Regions from separate parts of the Pan troglodytes genome. Here region 2 is linked to region 1. The links are chromatin contacts, called in public Hi-C maps. All regions are on one chromosome and are shown on one strand. Each heading gives the region's core, a stretch centred on a gene start, on an enhancer-like site or on the middle of the called end of the contact. The rest is flanking DNA. Distances are from core to core; before and after follow the strand shown. Region 1 overlaps GALNT2 (polypeptide N-acetylgalactosaminyltransferase 2). Region 2 overlaps URB2 (URB2 ribosome biogenesis homolog).

Region 1 (3,266 bases), core at 428-2,927:
TGCAGAGGTTGTTTTGCTCTCTGTTTCATGTACATGACTTCATATCATTGATCTCTGTCCTTTTGATAAATATTGTTGGAGGGTTTTCTACTTGGCGGTACTATTTTGCTAGAGAAAGGGATTAGAAGGCAAACAAAGCAATCCCTTGCCTTCCAGAACTCACAGTTGAGCAGAGGAGCCACTGTGGGTTGTGAAACAGAGGAGGCACCTGCTCACCTCTGTGCTGTCCAGGTGGCTGCGCCTCCTGTTATTCCGGCTGCCCTCACCTCCATGTTTAATCGCTGGGCTTCCCTCTGCTGCGTGGCAGGACTGCGTGCCATTCCCAGGCTCCCAGGGCCTGGCGTCTGTGTGTAGCCTCTGGGCTGTGAGGACACTCCCCAGGGAGCAGGCTTCAGGTGTGGGTGCACACACAAGCCAGCCTTCGGCTATAGCCTGATGGACCAGTTTTAGGTATTTCACACTGTAGCAGGTCAGCCCCCCTGGGTACTCGTCACAGGCCCCACCCGTGTCAGGAGTCACCTGGAGGAAGGAACCCATACAGGGGGAGGGAAGAACAAAGACAGTGGAAGACGAAGCGGGTGAAAGGAGGAGGAGCCAGCTGGTATTGGTGGGGTGGGCAGAGGCGGAGGGGAAGGTGCCATCCCCACCGTGTCTATGCTTCTGTGTCCTTGTAGCTCCTCCATCCAAGACCCTGCTGTTAACTGTGTTCTCAGTCACTGCTGGGAAGCGGGGGACCCAGGGGACTCACTCAGAGGTGATGGAGGGTGCAGTGCGGTGCTGCTGTGGGTCCCGTTGTGGTCCAGGTGTGACTGGAGGAGGCGTCTCCGCAGGCTGTGTTCCTTCTACACTGATAACAGCGTGCTTATTTCCATGGTTTGGGCTTCGTTCTTGAGATCTGGAAAGCAGTGAGCTTGGGGAGAGATGTTTTATGTGTTTCCATCTAGAACCATAGTGAAAATCCACCGAAATGCCCTCAGAAAAGTGGAGCTCCGTGAGGGAGGGGGAAATGCTGGGTCTCATTCTCAGCAAGCTGGGTTTCATCTAAACCGGACAGATGGTGCTGCAAGGCTTGGTCGATCACACAGCATTAATGCAGATTTCACCAAATGCAGACATGTGGATAATTCGTGTAGGGTTGGGTGAAGCTTACCTCTGGTCTGTGGATGACAAAACGGACGAGGTGCCCACCCAGGTTCCGTACTGTCTGGGTGTTGGGCCTCTTGTGATCCCTGGCCAGCCTCACCTCCGTGTTTAATCTCTGGAGTTCCCACTGTCACCCTGCAGTGTTCTGATGATTTACGGAAGGTTGGAGAGGTCACTCCTTTCTGTGTCAGCGCCTCTGCTGGAAAGCGACACACCTTACGCTACAGCACATTAAACAGAAGCGTGTGCCCAAGGCCCCGGCCGAGAGAGTTCGTCATCAGAGTCTCCGGCCCCAGCTTCATCCCCTGTGCGTCAGGCTCTGTGACTGGCTCACCCCCCGCCAGCATTGCACCTTAATTACCGCACAGCTAGTAACACGAGACAGAGTCTGGGCCCTGTGGAGGTGGCAGGTCTACGGGAACCAAAGACTGTCTGTGTGGCTGCTGCCTGTGACCCTCCTCACCTGCCCTCAGGAGGACAGCCTGTGTCCCACCTTCAGGGCTGTGGCCCTCGCCCCCCGGTCCTGCCCAGTAGAGAGTCTCCAGGATTCCTCTCTGCACAGTGGGGGCACTGAGCAGAGGGCACAGTGCTGAGGGCAGCCACAGCACAGACCTTTGACACAGAGCGCCCGTTCCTCGCCTCTGCACCAACTTCAGGGGTCAGCAAAGGGCTGTGCCAAGGAGTGAACAAGATCGGGTCTGCAGGGCGTGTCTCCTGCTCTGCTTTTGCTTTTCCTTCTTGCTGTTGTGCAGCCATTACTGTTCTCACATGTGGGCTTTCCCTTCCTTTCCAGCAGTAAGTGCTGACTCCCTGCTCACTCTCTGTCCCCCTCCAATGGCCACATCCGGGGATTGCTCAGAGAACTTTTTTTTTTTTTTTTTTTTTTTTTTTTTGAGACTGTTTTGAGTTTGGCTGTGTTGCCCAGGCTGGAGTGCAGTGGTGCAATCTCGGCTCACTGCCACCTCCGCCTCCCAGGTTCAAGCCATTCTCCTGCCTCAGCCTCTCAAGTAGCAGGGATTACAGGCACGTGCCACCACACCCAGCTAATTTTTGTATGTTTAGTAGAGACGGGATTCCACTATGTTGGCCAGGCTGGTCTCGAACTCCTGACCTCAAGTGATCCACATGCCTCGGCCTCCCAAAGTGCTGGGGTTACAAGCGTGAGCCACCACAACCAGCCTGCCCAGAGAACTTTTACAAAATGCTGATGCCAGGTGCTATGCCCAGAGAGCCTGATCTAATTTGTCTAGGGTCAGAGGGCACCACCAGATCTCTAAGAGCTAACAAGTGATTCTAAATGAGGATTTGGCCTGGTGTAGTGGTACACACCTGTAATTTCAGCACTTTAGGAAGCCAAGGCAGGAGGATTGCTTGAGTCCAGGAGTTCAAGACCAGGCTCGACAACATAGGGAAGCTCCGTCTTTACAAAAAAAAAAAAAAAAATTAGCCAGTTGTGATGACCTGTGCCTGTAGTCCAAGCTACTCAGGAGGCTGAGATGGGAGGATTGCTAAAGCCCAAGAGGTCGAGGCTGTAGTGAGCTGTGATTGCACCACTACACTCCAGCCTGAACAACAGAGTGAGACCATGTTTCTAAAATAATGTAAAATAAATTAGGGTCGGGCACGGTGGCTCACGCCTGTAATCCCAGCACTTTGGGAGACCGAGGTGGGTGAATCACGAGGTCTGGAGTTCGAGACCAGCCTGGCCAACATGGTGAAACCCCGTCTCTACTAAAAATACAAAAGATTAGCTGGGCGTGGTAGTGGGCACCTGTAATCCCAGCTACTCGGGGAGCTGAGGCAGAAGAATCACTTGAACCCGGGAGGTGGAGATTGCAGTGAGCCGAGATCGCACCACTATACTCCAGCCCGGGTGACAGTGTGAGATTCTGTCTCGAAAAAATAAATAAAAATTTTTAAAAAATAGGAGTTGAGGAGCAAGGGTTTTCTAGTGGAAAGATAAACACATCAGCACATACAATGTGATGTGAGATGGCAGGATGACATGATGCATGTTACACCCTCAGCTTGGGAGCACCTTACTGCCTGGGCCAGTCTGGGGCCAGTGGGCTACTATCTAATCAGTACTTTCCAATAGAACCATGTGCTATGATGGGGATGCT
Region 2 (3,266 bases), core at 392-2,891, 610 kb before region 1:
CCTTCCCTCTAAGTATGCTTTCTGAAGAAGTCAGGGAAAGTTAGAGTCTGTGGCCTGAGGTGTCTGCTCTGGGTGGCGATAGTGGGCACCTCAGGCAGGTGGGTGACGTTTAGCACAGGTGCCAGGGCTCCTGCCTGCTCCTCCTGTGTTAGCTCTGTGAAGTTCATTTAGGAATTTTTTTTCCTATTCAGTTTAAGAAATAATCCTAATTGTTTTTTCTTATTACCTAAGCAATATATTTTTATTATAGCAACCTCAGAAAAGAAAAATAAAAGGATAATTTAAAAAACTCATTCATAGTCTCAGTTACCCAGATAACCTCTGTTGTCACCTTGGAGTATCTTGTTGTAGTCCCTTTACTATGTGTATGTATATAGATGTGCATATAAATATATATAGTAGCTAAATTGGATCATAAATGCATTTTTTTAAAGTTACCTTTTTTCCTGTGTAATATTTAAGTAACTCTGGGTCAGTGAAAACATTCAACATATATTTTTTTTGGCTGCATAGTAGTCCATTGAGTAGATATTGTTGTTTTATTTAATAAGTACCCCATGGTTAGACATAGTTATCTTTCCAAATTCCCTTTTATAGATGGTGCTTGCAGCTGAATTATTTTCAGAAGATGAATTCTCATGAGTTGTATTATTTGTCAGAAAACCACATCATTTTTAAAGGATTTATATAAATATTGCCAAATTGCCCCCTAGAATATGTACTAATTTATTTTCCTGCTAGTGAGTCAACTTTAATATTATTGATTTTTGTTTCTTTGTGCTTCCTTGATAGGAGAGAGATGTTATTCTGTTTTGAATTTGTTTAATTACTAAGAGATTATACATTTTTCACATTTACCATTTTTATTTCTTATGTAAATTATGTTTATATAATTATCTTTCTTCTGTAATAGCACATTTCTCAATTGGGATATTTACTATTACTCACTATCTTTGTGGGAATCATGTTGGAATTCCCTTTTTAATTAGTTCAAAATGCAGACTTTTAAAGTTATTTGAAGGATCATCCTTAAGCAAAGGCTTTTTTTTCTAACACTATATTTTCAAGCAGATGTGATTGGAGCAGACAATATGAAATGAATGTCTTTGATACCTAAGAGAAATGGCCCTTGTTTTATGCCCCACATTTGATTTTATTTCCTGTGCTATCTTGTGGGGGCTGGGGGACAGTCCTGCCTTATGCACTGCACATGTCATCTGTTCCCTTCCCTTCCTCATCTAGACTGTGTGTGCAGAGGGCCTTTCGAAGCTCTGGCCACCAGAAATGTCTTCGGCTGGTCTGGCATCCTTTCGCTTAATGCTTTGTGTTGACAGAATTTTGTTTCTGTAGTAAACTCCCTGCAGGAGCCCGAAGAGAGTCTGGTGGCGCCATTTCTTGTTCACAATTGGAGCGGGCGACCTTTCAAGGACACGAGCTGTAAACAAGCGGGAGCTAAAACACGGTCTTAGGTTTGCCTCTGGTTCAAGTGCCCAGACTGGAAGCTCACTGTCTCCGAGGCCTTCATGGAGCCATGGCTAGTTTTTCCTGTGCTGAAAGTTCTGAAGGCCAGAGGTGAGGGGACCATCCTTTCCCCCTGCCTTGGGAATGCTGGGTGAGCTGACGAACGTGGAGCAGTTCATCAGGCGTCCTGGTGGTGGCACTGCAGGGCCTTTCGAAGGGAGTTGGCAGCTGCTGCCAGGTAGTCAGCCTTGAAGGAAGGGAAGGCAGAAAAGAAGGCTGGGACTCCACCTCCTCCCTGCACAGCTCTGAAGGGCTCTCTGCTGTGTTCCCATTTCTGGGGAAGCAGTCACAGGTTCCTCACAGTCATTTCTATTTGAACTCTAAACGCTCCTCAGCAAAGAATTTGTTTTAACTCCATTTTGCTGATTCATAGGGTAGAAGAAACATGTTTCTGGCTGGCAAATATGGAGGCTCTGTTGTTCATTTTTATCCTGTTAGAATAGACCTCACAAGCAAAGAGAGTTGGCCCAGCCAGCTCTCCACATGGCAGAGTTGGGGACTCAGCTTGGGGAACGGCAAAATGCTGGGCTTCAGAGAGACTGTCCCCACTGGACTTGCTGTGGCTCCAGACCCCCATCACCTGACAGATGTGCATGAATCACCTGTCTGTACCAGGCACGGAGACATGGCCGTGGTCCTCAGGGAGCTTTCTAGTAGAGGACATTGACAATGAGCCAGGAAACAAATAGGCCAGGGGGTGATCACGGGGTTGGCAGCAAAGCAGACAAGTTCAGTGGCTGGAGAAAGAGGTGATATTTGAACTGAGACCTGCCTGGGTGGTGAGAGGCGCCCCTGGAAGGGCCTGGGGTGCTGATCCTTAATGCCTGCACTGAATCCATGTGGCAGCCTGGTTTTGGCTGAGAGCGGACACCTGAAGGGAGGGGTGGGCGTAAGGGGAGTTGGGCGAGAGAAGGCTCAGCAGGGTGACTTTGCCTGGGATGTTGCCTTGGGCGGTCCTGGACAGTAGTACATCAGGGGGCCCCCAATGGCACAGACAACACACAGCCCCGTTGACCTTGCCCTTGACCGCTGCTTGTGGGCCACAGTGGGTGGGTCTCCTTCACAGCCTGTCTTCTGCAGCTTCCCGGACTCAGCCTCCTACAGTAGCTGTGGAAACTGCCCAATGTTAAGGAGTGATGTGAAGTCTCCAGAAAAAAAGACAGCAAAGAGGGGGTGTGTACTGGAAGGGATTTGGGGGAGTTTTTTTTTTTTCGGTTTCTCTTTTTCATTTTTCTTTGGAGACAGGGTCTCGCTCTATTGCCTAGGCTGGAGTGCAGTGGTGCAATCCTAGCTCACTGCACCCTCCAACTCCTGGGCTCAAGCGATCCTCTTGTCTCAGTTTCCCAAGTAGTTGGGACTACAGGTGCACACCACCACAACCAGCTAATTTTTAAGTTTTTAGTAGAGATAGTCTCACTATGTTGCCCAGGCTGGTCTGGGACTCCTGGCCTCAAGCAGTGCTCCCTTCCTTGGCCTCCCAAAGTGCTGGGATTACAGGTGTTAGCCCCTGCACCCGGCCCTGGTTTCTCATAACTCATAGAGGTAACTTTGATTTATTGCCAGCATGCCAGGCTATAGCCTCCTTTATGTCTCATAAAAGCCACTGTAGAGGCAGCAGCAGTGTCGTTTTTGATTCCTCATCCCCTTGTGCAACTTCTGAACACTCTCCTTTTTTTTAAAATTTTACTTTGTCGTTTACCTTTTCCATCTCTTCCAGCAGACAAGTTCAGTGGCTGGAGGGAGAG

Evidence for each region. A called contact is a pair of places that touch in the nucleus more often than the background predicts.
Region 2: a Hi-C map of induced pluripotent stem cells shows a contact between it and region 1, with 2.9 times the contacts expected there. The contact joins two enhancer-like sites. A contact is called at or near these places in 2 of 7 Hi-C or Micro-C datasets (induced pluripotent stem cells and stem cell-derived neural progenitor cells).

Annotation. Positions count from the first base shown.
Region 1 is chr1:18,918,177-18,921,442 of NHGRI_mPanTro3-v2.0_pri, reverse strand. The region is part of intron 14 of GALNT2 (polypeptide N-acetylgalactosaminyltransferase 2); the gene reads left to right. Among named protein-coding and RNA genes, the nearest start is that of PGBD5, 160 kb to the right of the region's middle. Within about 2 kb of position 1,677, at least 7 of the 24 cell types and tissues checked have an H3K27ac peak or open chromatin away from gene starts, as enhancers often do. A contact at or near this core is called in induced pluripotent stem cells, where this site is marked.
Region 2 is chr1:19,530,791-19,534,056 of NHGRI_mPanTro3-v2.0_pri, reverse strand. URB2 (URB2 ribosome biogenesis homolog) reads left to right here. Exons shown (of 10, transcript XM_001146910.7): 10 at 1-1,370. Among named protein-coding and RNA genes, the nearest start is that of URB2, 35 kb to the left of the region's middle. Within about 2 kb of position 1,641, at least 7 of the 24 cell types and tissues checked have an H3K27ac peak or open chromatin away from gene starts, as enhancers often do. A contact at or near this core is called in induced pluripotent stem cells, where this site is marked.